Linked DNA regions of Gossypium arboreum: region 2 is linked to region 1. Evidence: chromatin contacts called from public Hi-C data. All regions are on one chromosome and are shown on one strand. The core of a region is the stretch at or near the end of the contact, and the rest is flanking DNA. Distances in the headings are between cores, read along the strand shown.

What was found. Hi-C and Micro-C count contacts between places; a contact is called where the count stands out from the background.
Region 2: a Hi-C map of leaf shows a contact between it and region 1, with 2.4 times the contacts expected there. The contact joins the promoter of LOC108485235 here to the promoter of LOC108466937 in region 1. A contact is called at or near these places in 2 of 5 Hi-C or Micro-C datasets (both in leaf).

Annotation. Positions count from the first base shown.
Region 1 is chr2:10,404,063-10,409,625 of ASM2569848v2, forward strand. LOC108466937 (anthocyanidin 3-O-glucosyltransferase UFGT-like) reads right to left here and starts at 2,575. Exons shown (of 2, transcript XM_017767320.2): 1 at 1,813-2,575; 2 at 466-1,501. The coding sequence starts at 2,437. The coding sequence ends at 627. LOC108466936 (protein EXPORTIN 1A) reads right to left here. Exons shown (of 32, transcript XM_017767319.2): 24 at 5,451-5,531; 25 at 5,187-5,369; 26 at 4,717-4,783; 27 at 4,437-4,547; 28 at 4,144-4,251; 29 at 3,923-4,060; 30 at 3,712-3,849; 31 at 3,519-3,623; 32 at 2,795-3,311. The coding sequence ends at 3,189.
Region 2 is chr2:10,541,321-10,546,883 of ASM2569848v2, forward strand. It overlaps LOC108485235, which reads right to left and starts at 3,194. Exons shown (of 2, transcript XM_017789069.1): 1 at 2,955-3,194; 2 at 2,220-2,858. The coding sequence starts at 3,194. The coding sequence ends at 2,220.

The DNA of each region.
Region 1 (5,563 bases), core at 1,325-3,824:
TAAATTGCAGGCGCTTCCAATCAAAAAATTTCCTGCTCCCAACAATCGAAATAATACCTTCATAGCAAGATTGAAATATCACCATCTCCAAGGGTCTTGGCCCTGCATTAGACACTCCATAAGCATTTGAATTTGCTCATTTCACAAACCTCGTCGAAACTAACCCACATCATTTTAAAATCTACATGTACACGTTTTAAAGATGATATTAATGCATTCAAAAACAATATAATTATATTATTCTACCTTTTAAATAATACATATTTTATTAACATTAAAACATGCAATTTTATTTGGATATATACAAACTTATATCTTGTCAATAATTCAAATGATGCCATTTTATTTTATTTTTATTTTTATTCATTAAATGCAAACCCTGTTACTTTTTATCAAGATAAAGACTTTTCTTTTTCTTTTCTTTTGTAATACAACAAAAAAAACTAAGACAAAACAGAATTAGAATTATTCCATCAGCAAACTTAACATTAAAATTGAGACCGTTTCAAATATTCGCATGTTACTAATACTAGCAACCGAAATTTGTCATTTATTTAATACATAAGAAAGACATAATTAATTTAAACATAAACCTCATGATTCCACACACTTAACGAAAACCAAATCTAGGCATGATTTTGGCTACATACCAAATCCAACAATTTCTTGAAATTTTTAGTGGAGCTTCCGTTTGCTCCAACTGATATTTGTGCAAGTGCAACAACTTCCTTCAAATTTTCTCTCATTTTCTTCCCTTTTTCTTGTGCCAAAATTAGATCCAAGCTCCTCATTATTCCATTCTTCGTCAAAACTCCACTCTCAATAATCACACCAATTTCCCATACATCCTCCACCATTCTTCCATTCACCCCGTGATCCCCAAAAAACGGCCTGAAAATCATTGGCACCCCACCTGCTATGCTCTCTACTAGTGAGTTCCAACCGCCATGAGTTATGAACACCCCAACAGCACCATGGGCTAGCACGTCTCTCTGGGGAGCCCATGGAACTACCATACCATTTGCCCTTTCTAGGAACCCATTGGGCAGATGTACCTTTGATTTATCTCTAAGAGACCATATAAAAGGAACCTGGCTAGCCTCTACTGCTTCTGCTAGCGCAACAAGTTCATTTGGAGGTGGGGTCACAACTGATCCAAAGCTGATATACACCACTGTTGCAGCTTTTTGCTTGTCGAGCCATGTCAGGCAACCATATGGATCTGGAACGGATGGTGGTGGTGTTGCAAGGATGAAAGGTCCAACATTCAGGTATTGCTTGAACTTGGATTTCAAATCAGTTGTCCTATCAGGGTCTAGTTCTTCACAAGAGTTTAGGAAGACTGCAGTTGCCTCTGGTAGAACTTGGCCCATTCGATGCAGCATGCGCGAGAAGAATGATTCCAAGTTTCCAAAGACAATTCCTTCAGGCAAGTCACGGATTCGTACTTTAGACATTCCAGGAATGAAGTTGAGGGTTTCATCTTCTCGCCCAACGATGCCTGTATAATTTACATGTACAGATGTGGATAAATCCATATTTGAAACCCATATGTATATGTTCATAACATTGTACACAAGCTAGAAGATAAATGGTGGTGCATGTCAGCTTTGAAGTCATTGAAATGAGATATCTATCTATCGGCCAAAGGTAGATTATTTAAGCTATAGATAATATACTATTTTTTCTTCAAAATGTTTCCCTTATTTTGCAGCTCTCCATTTTTTTGACAGATTTTTAAAGTACACTTTGATGGAAAATGCTTAAAGTTGAAACTTAGGTGAGAAAAGAACAAAAAGAAAGGGAAGTTACCTCCAACACCAAATTTTTCCCTTATTAAATCAGTATAAACATGGGAAGAGAGGGAGCAAGCCCCTGCAGTCCAAAAGGATACCCAAGGCACACCATTCTCCACCGCTATCTCTTTGGCAAACCAAAAGAAAGCATCAGCAACCAAGCAGCTCACTTTCCTCCCAGTCTCTTCCACTGCCAGTTCCATTGCCTTCCTCAGATTCTGGGGTGCAGCTTCCATGAACAACTCGATGTCCTCCTGAGGCTTCCCCACGAAAACATAGCCTTCAGGTACTCCATCGTCTACGTTATAAGCTTTAACGTTCGGTGGTGTTAGTTGGGATGCGGAGAAGAAGATAGAGTTGTTGGATTGTGCAGTGCCGAAAAATGAAAACAAGGTTTTTGGGGACGCCGAGGCTAGCCGGTTGATGATGGCGAGGAGTGGAGCAGCGTGGGTGCCGTGAGGGAATGCGAGAACAGCAACATGGGTATCAACAAGTTTTGACATCACTGCTGCGCGGGAAAGGTTGAGTTTGGATGGGTAAGGGCAGGAAACTGTGTTATTATATAGCCATAGGCCCGTCCAGGTTGGTAAAGGTGGTGCCGTACACTGATAATTTGAATATACAAGATTGGGGGTTAGCATACGTCAGTGTATTCCTCCACGCCTCTTCAATCAATGATTAGTTGACAGAGAAAATAGAGCTGGGATTTGACATAGTTCGCTCACCATTGAATTAGTGTCATCGAACGATGCACATGCCAACCCCCGTTATTTTTTGTTGTTGGACAGTGCGTCTGCTTTCCGCCATAATTAGGTTTGTTTTTTAGATAAACCAACCCCCACGAACACCAGACTTCAGATAAGAAAATTGGAAGCAAGATTTTAAAAGATAACCAATGTTCATTACCTTCACTTGAAATTGTGAAGTTAAAAACAAAGACAAAGCAGTGTAGCGTGTAGTCAAACACTTTCAATCAAATCTAAAAAAGAAGAGAAAGGTTCTCTGCACAAACCTCTGCCGTTAGTATTTCCTTTTTAAAACCTATAGGATGAATCAACAATACTTGAAAACAAGTCATCTAAAAGATCTTCAGTGCATCCCAACTATCATGATGAATACAAATATCAAGCTGGAGCTAGGAAAGGATTACAATGACCCAGATCGTACTACGTCAAACACCTAAATATTCTACACATCACCGAACCGCCACATATATAGCCCGTGTGCAACCACCATTTTCAACAAAAATAAGAAACCTTGGGAAAAACAATGGGTGAAAATGCTGTATCAGATCTGATTACATTCAGGGATACAGGTCATACAACCAAGGCGCAACCTTAACTCCCAAGTCAAAATTAAACAAATTAGCCTCCATGCCAAAATTAGCCACATCTACGAATCCAACATCTCATCTTGTATCTCATTTGGGGCAATAAGCCCTGGGATAGAAAGCATCCGTTGTCGCTCTCTTTCCCTCTGTAGGGCAGCTTCTTCTGCATAGAGATCTTTATTGTCCTGCAGAAAGTAGAATCACATGATCAATTCGTTCATCAAAGCAAACTACATACAGAGGTGATAATTGCTCCTATCAAAATACCAAAATGGAACTTCCAAGTTTCAACTAAAACTAACAGTAGATTTCAACCCCACAAATGCTAAGCATGGACCAATTTACATAATCGTTAGCATAGGAGACCTCTCCTTTTTCTTTCAAAGCTTTACCTGAGCTGAAAATTCTTTTGATTGCACAAGGAAGTCCCGTATGTGATTTTTAAAAGTGGACAAATCATTTCTCGAGTCAAATAATCCATTCACAAATTGAGAAACCTGAAACCCACATCATATCAGTGATGCCAACTCAGTAAATAAAACAAAAAAAAAAAACAATAGATTGGAAGTGAACCAGTCATTGTACCTCAGCAGCAGTCATGTTGGGGAATGATGTACTCAGAAGCTTTATCGTGTATTCACGAACAAACATTCCATTGTTTGGATATGGATATGGAACCGTAGCAGCATCCCACAATGGCTCAGTCAACAAACCACTCTCAACCTGAAAATAATGTCAAAGACTAAGATTAAACTAATGCAAATCAGAGAAATCAAGACACAGCAAAATACTTTACCAGGCAGAACAGGTGCTGCAAAACCAAGACATGCAACTTGAAGCCAGGTTTGTGAAATGTGTCTGTCAAGACGGCAAATATTTCTTGCTCAATTGACAAAAAGTATGTTCGGTAGAACTGGTTGCAAAATTCAGAAGCCTAGCAAGGTGCAAAAACCAAAAACTCAGAATCTTTATGTAAACACAAGCTATCAACCATGAGAAACCCCTACATTGTCAGACCTGAAAGTTTTTTAGCATCTCCAATAGAAGATTTAGACCAGTTTCTGCAATATTCCTCTCTGTATGCCGGAATGCCCAAATGATTGAATCCATAACAAGCTTTAATTGCTGATGCAGATGCAAGGAAAAAACAATAGTAATAAACAATGATTGCCATGAAACTCTTTCAAACATCCAAAAATAAATGACATTAGATAGTATATTATTGAAACAGAAATTTAAAGACATACTTCATGTTTTTAATTAAATAAGAGCTACAAGAGATCAGCAAAAAGAAGAAACACAAGACCAACCTGACTTGATAACCGTATAAGTGCAGCAAAACAATGAGTAGCAATGGCACGAAGCAGTGAAAAGAATTTGAGGCGATGTTCTGGGTAATCTTCGAAATTTTTGGTTATCATCTGCAGGACACGGCAACAAGAAGTTATAGACAGCTTTTGCCTGTAGCACCACATCCTAAGCTTTAAGGAGCTCATGCAACACCCTCTCAACCCATCCCCCATGAGTAAGATTCCTCCTTTCAATAATGCATGCTTAAAATAAATATAAATATACAGATAAAAGACTCACCTCCAGTGTGCACTGAAAAACAGCTTCAAATAGACGGGGAACATCATCTATCATTGCAACTTTATACCTTCATGCATAAATAACAGAATAAAATATAAGAATTGCAAAGATTTGATACTAAAAATGACAATAAAAATAACAGAACAAAGTATAAAGAAAAGGCATTACTTCAGCAGGTAACAGTACAATAATGAAACCATTTCCATCCACAAGGGACCAAGAAAGAAATAGCTCTTTCAGGAACAGAAAGGGCAAGATAATGTGCAAAGACAACAAGGCCCTCACATATCCTCTTAGCTCCGCTTAGAAGAAATATCAACATCTAACATGCATGATTCTTTGGTATAACAAGAACTAGACAACAAATCCATCCTACCCTCAACATTTGAATCACCAACAAGTACTTTATATATTCAACAAATTGCAATTACACCATAAATATGGAAGCATGTATGCAGTGATCATCATACTTGTTTATTATTGTGGCAAAAAGTGAAAGAACTTCAGATTCTCTAGCATCAGGCAAATTCCTAGCATAGTCACCAAGAACTGGATCCATCATTGGAGGCACAAATTGTTTCCCAATTTGTGGTTGATCTTCTGCCTTGTCCAAAAATGTTTCAATGAGCTTTAGAGTCTCCCTCTTAACAGATCTGCTTCACAAAGCACATTAAATAAACAAATTTTTGGTTGAACCAAACAAACAAAAGCAAGTCCACAAAAATCAATCTCACCGTAGAAGTTTCACATAGGATGTTTTTGATGCATACGGTCCACCTTCTGCAATACTACTTGATATAAGCTCGCTGTACATTCTGTCCAATTTATTACATCACCACAGATTACC
Region 2 (5,563 bases), core at 1,944-4,443, 140 kb after region 1:
CCTTTTAAAAAAAAAGCAATTAAGCCATTACTTTATTTTGCACTCAATTGGATACTTGAACTTTCAAAATGTATCAAAAGACCCTCAAACTTTTTTAAAAAATAATTAAGCCCATGCTTTTATTAAAAATAGAAAAAAATTATAAAAATTAAAAGCTATAAAGCTATAAATTTTATTAAATTTTAATAAGAAATTTAAATATTAAAATTTATTAAGAATTAAAAAATATAAAAATTGTAAATTTTTTTCTAAAAACTCGTAAAAATTTTAAAATATATAGAAATATAAAAGTTATAAATGTTTATAAAGTCGTAAGAAAATTATACAAAATGTAAAAAATATAAATTTAAGTAAACTTTTTATAAAAATTATAGTACCAAAAGAAACATTTTATAATCTTTCTATAAGTTTCATTACTTCCTTTTTATCATTTTTCACCACATGTCACGTTGTATTAAACACGTGATGACTTTAATTGAAAAACTAGAGGTCGTTAATTTTTATAATTTTTATAAAATTTACAATTTTTATTTTTACGATTTTTATAAAAGAAATTCTAAATTCTCATTTTAAATTTTTATATTTTTATTAAAATTTAATAAATTTTCTAAAATTTATTATTTATTATAATTTTTAAATTTTTAATAAGAGCAGGGGCTTAATTGCTTTTTGAAAAATTTTGAGGGCCTTTTGATGCATTTTGAAACTTTAAGTACCCAATTGAGTGAAAAAAAAGGGCTTAATTTTTTGAAGAAGTTTGAGGGCTTTTTGATACATTTTGAAAGTTCAAGTGCTCAATTGAGTGCAAAAAAAATGAGGGACTTAATTGCTTCTTTTTTGAAAAATTTGTGACCTTTTAGACCCTTAAGCCAATAAAATTATTAAAAAATTAAATATTCAATAAATAATTAACAACATGTTAATAAATTGGCTTAATCAAAACGAAAGTATATCGTTTTTCCCATTATGGTAATTTAAAGTTTTTTTTGCCGATTTCAATCCCTATTATTATCAAACGTTTTTAATTCAATCCCTAACATTATCAAATGTTTCCGATTTAGATGAGTAAGATATCCAACAAATCATAAATTGCCATGTGACACAAGCTAAAGTCATCATTCAAAAACCAAAAAACCTAAAATATATAACTGAAATTATAAATATATATACTTGTCTAAAAATTAAAAATATGTTAGAATTTTTAAAATTGGAAAAAATATAAAAAATCTATAAAAACTATAAACATTATTAGAAAATGTAAAATATAATAAAAATATAAAATTATTAGTAATCATAAAAGATTATAACAAATTATTACAAACTCTAAAAATAGTAAAAATATTGTATCCCATAATAAAGTACACATTCGTTAATTATATTTAAAATATTAAAATTTGTTATAAAATTGTATATTGTAATACAATCAATTTTATAAAATTGTATTAAAAAATTAGATAATTTTTATATCAAATTTGTAATATTTTAAAATATTTCAATTTTAGTACTTTACTAATATTATTGGCAACATTTTTATTTGACTTGATCCCTATTTAATGTTTGGAATAAGCTTCTTTCATCCGTAATCATGCATATCCTCTTTTATTTTAAGTTCTTTAAAATGATTAAACACTCAACAATAATTCTTAAGATGGCCTAGAGACCAATAATTTGTCTTGAGATAGTAAAAATATTATTTAATTGAAATATCATTATTTTTATTGTTTAAATAATTTGAATAAAAAAGTTATCCAAATTTATCACTTAAGAAGTTCTATAAAATAATTATTGTAGGTGGTATCATCTCAAGAGACAATAATCAAAGTTCTAGTTCTAGTAAATATGATTTATAAAATATTAAAATTTCTAAAATTTTAAATTTTAGTTATTTTTCATAATTGTTTTTTTATTTTATATATATATTCTATTTTAATAATTTTAAAAAATTGTAATTTTTTGAAAGATGACATCACTATAACATAATCCTATTACACTATCACAATGCATGATTAATTGGAAATACTAAACTAAAAATAACATTAAAAACTAATGTGGGTAAAAAAAAATTAAAACCAAAGTTGCATTAAGCCTAATAAATTTAATTATTTTAAAATAATTATTATTATAAAAATAGAATGTTGATAATGGTAAGAGAAGAGAGTAAAATAAATCACACAAATTTTACATTTTTTTTTTTTTTGAACAAATCAGGCCATAAAGGCCTAGCTTTCATTAATAGCATCCAGAATTACAAGATCGTGAATCTCTTTTGAATAATTCACATCGAAATTCCAAATACAATTATTACTTAACACAAAATTGCAAATAAAATCAGCAATCTTATTGCTGGATCTAGGCGCCCACTTGATGACAGCTTCCTCAAAGGACCTCAGCTTCTTATAAATGGCTTTAGCTCGCTGACCCAGAAACCTTATATCCTGATCCCTTCTATTAATTTTATTCACTATGTTTGAACTGTCAGACTCGAATTGAACCCTTTTCAAATTCAAGCTTTTTGCCAGGCTGACTCCTTCCTCAATAGTCATCATTTCTGCCCACTCACTATTAAATGTCAAATCTTTAACGCAACCATACCCTCCCAAAACAAAACCATCTTCATCCTTGATAATCACACCCAACCCCATTTTCCCCTCTTCAATGGCAACATCTACATTTATTTTCATCATCTCTCGTGGCGGTTTTATCCATTTACGACCAATAGGTTGATAAGGGAGCATTGGTTTTTCGCTTAAGTTATGGATCTTGAAATCGTTGCTTAACGTCAAAGCTCTAGTCCATTTAGTACTTGCATCCTCCTCTTTACCACGAAATGTAAAGTTCTTTCTGTTATTCCATGAGTTCTAAATGAGGGTGATGAAGTTTTCCATACCTTTTTTATCAAGGATTCTCAAAGCCATCTCCAACCAGTCGATGCATCAATCAAAAACACTGCTGACCAATCTATCGTCAAAACCTCCACATTTCAGTGTCTCCCTCGCAGTTGGGCAGTCCTTTAACGCATGAATGAGCGTTTCAGTCCCACAACGCTGGCAAGCCGGATTCAATGAAGGTTGAATGGTCGCAATTTTTGAATTTGTAGGCAGAATTTCATGACCCACTCTCCAAGCAAAAATACAAATCTTTGGAATGATTTTGAGCTTCCAGATCATTTTCCAGAATAAACGGTGAGGTCCCATGCCTATCTTTTTTAGAATGAGCCAGGAGTACGCAACTTTCCCATGCCTATCTTTTTGAGAATGAGCCAGGAGTACGCAACTTTAGTTGTATATGTGCCATGATGACTATGAAACCAAACCAGCACATCATTCAGACAATGAAGAAAAATGAGGATATTGCAAATTTGCTCTCCCAAAGTTTCTCCATAAATATCATTCACCCTATTCCTGTCCCAACGTTTACTATCCGACATTCACAGTTCATGAACTTTCTTCTCACTAACTTGCTCCTTACTGCATATAAAAGCATCCCCATTAAGGCCTTCAAAGCCCCAATTATCCTTATAAATATCCACACTACTGCTATTTCCCACAAGCCATGCAAATCCTTGTCTTAAACTTCGAACAGCAATGGCAATACTTCTCCAAGTAACAGACGGTTTATCAACATGTTTTGGGCTAAAGAGGTTACCATCCGGGAAGTATTTTGAGCTGACAATATGGTAACAAAGCGTCTCCTTATTATTGAGAAGTCACTATGCTTGTCTTCCGAGGAGATCTAGGTTGAAAAGATGCAAGTCTCTAAAACCGAGGAGTACAAATATTGTCCCATGCCATCATAGTCCAGCCTCGGTCCTTGTTTTTACTCGTCCACCACATTCTGCAAATCCTTGAGTTCATATGTTCAATAATACCATCACTTTGTAATGCCATTGGCAAATGCATAAACTGCTAAGGCAAAAACCCAGTATTTTTCTTGGTTTATCTTCTAAACTTTGAATTTTTTAGTGACGTGATTGAATAAAGGAGTGAGACATACAAAATAAAACTTAAGAGAGCGATATGTTACTTAATTTCTATTTTTTTTAAAAGAAAAATCACACAAATTTTACATCTATTTATAATACAAGAGGAGAGACACTATGTCTATTTATAATTTTGTAAAATCATATTCTAATCAAAGTGAAATAGAAATAATGTAGTAAGGTTAAAACACTTTATTCTAATCAAAACCAAATAGAGGAAGTATATTTCTATACAGATTTTACTTGTGCAGCCTATACCATACCGCAAAGGCCTCTGACCCTCGTAGATCCCCTTATATTGCCACTTGTATTTTTATTTAATAAGAATTTGGGTCACATATCTTTAACAATTATAAATTAGTAGTATAAGATATCTAACATAATAGCAGCAAGTAATGACTCCATAACTTAATAACATAGATACATATTACCAAAAAAAAAAAAAACTAACATAAATACATATAGGGGTATTCAAACGGTCAATTTGGTTATTAACCAAATCGAATTAGCATTAATCGAACTTAAAAATCTTTTATTGTTAACCGAATGAATTTTTTTCAAGCACATTGACCGAACTAAAATATTTTGATTAATTCAATCGTTTAATCGAATTAACAGAAATTTATATATTTTTGTCTTATATATATAAGACATAAAAAATATATATTGCTAATGTTTATTTATTTATTTTAATAGTTGAAAAAATTTTAAGTGGAGGTGAAAACAAATGATATATACATATCTATATAATATGGTAAAGAATAGTTGAAAGCGAGAATTGTAAGCCATAATGTGAAACTTAGAATTGTACCCATATCGCATTCTAGTGCAAGCATTGAATGACAAAGAAGCTCTTTTTACCTCTTAGCAACAAATTATGAAGAAGAAATTTTACATAGTAGCAATGAACTGTCACATAATGACTCAATTAGAGATTGCTTCAAACATTGGCAACAAATTTAAAAAGCCATCCCATCCTATTGAATCTTCGATAAGTTAAAAGACAACCTAGGGAGAGACTACATGTGTAGGAAATAAGAGAGAAGGGGGTGGGGGGATGCAATTTCCATGAGGAGACTACTTTAAAATGGCCAAAAAAGGGATTTTTCCCTTTAACATAACTTGTATAGGAGACAGGTGCAGGGCATGAAGGACTTAATCATATGATGATGTTCTAGGGAAATATTCTTGGCAAGTGAAAATAGTTCTAGAATTTTGCATAAGGTCTCTTCTCAGGATATTCCAAGGCAATCAATGAAATTCATAGCAAAACAAAGTAATAAATTAATAGCAGTAGCAATGAGTGAGAGTGCAAAAAAAGTAGCAGCCTCAAGATAAAATACATAAAGGATAGCAAAGCACTAAATTAAATAATTCATAATTTATAATAAGCTCTATTTGGCAAAGGACAAAAGTTGTTCAGAAAAGTAGATTTTTTATGAGGCAGAAGCAGTGAAACTGAGCAAGCATCAACCATAAGCACCCTACAATCAGCCTAAAGCAGGTTTACAAGTTGAACATAATGTAAAGCACAAGAATCTGAATGAATACCTCAATAATCCATGATAAAGGTGAAAGAAAGTA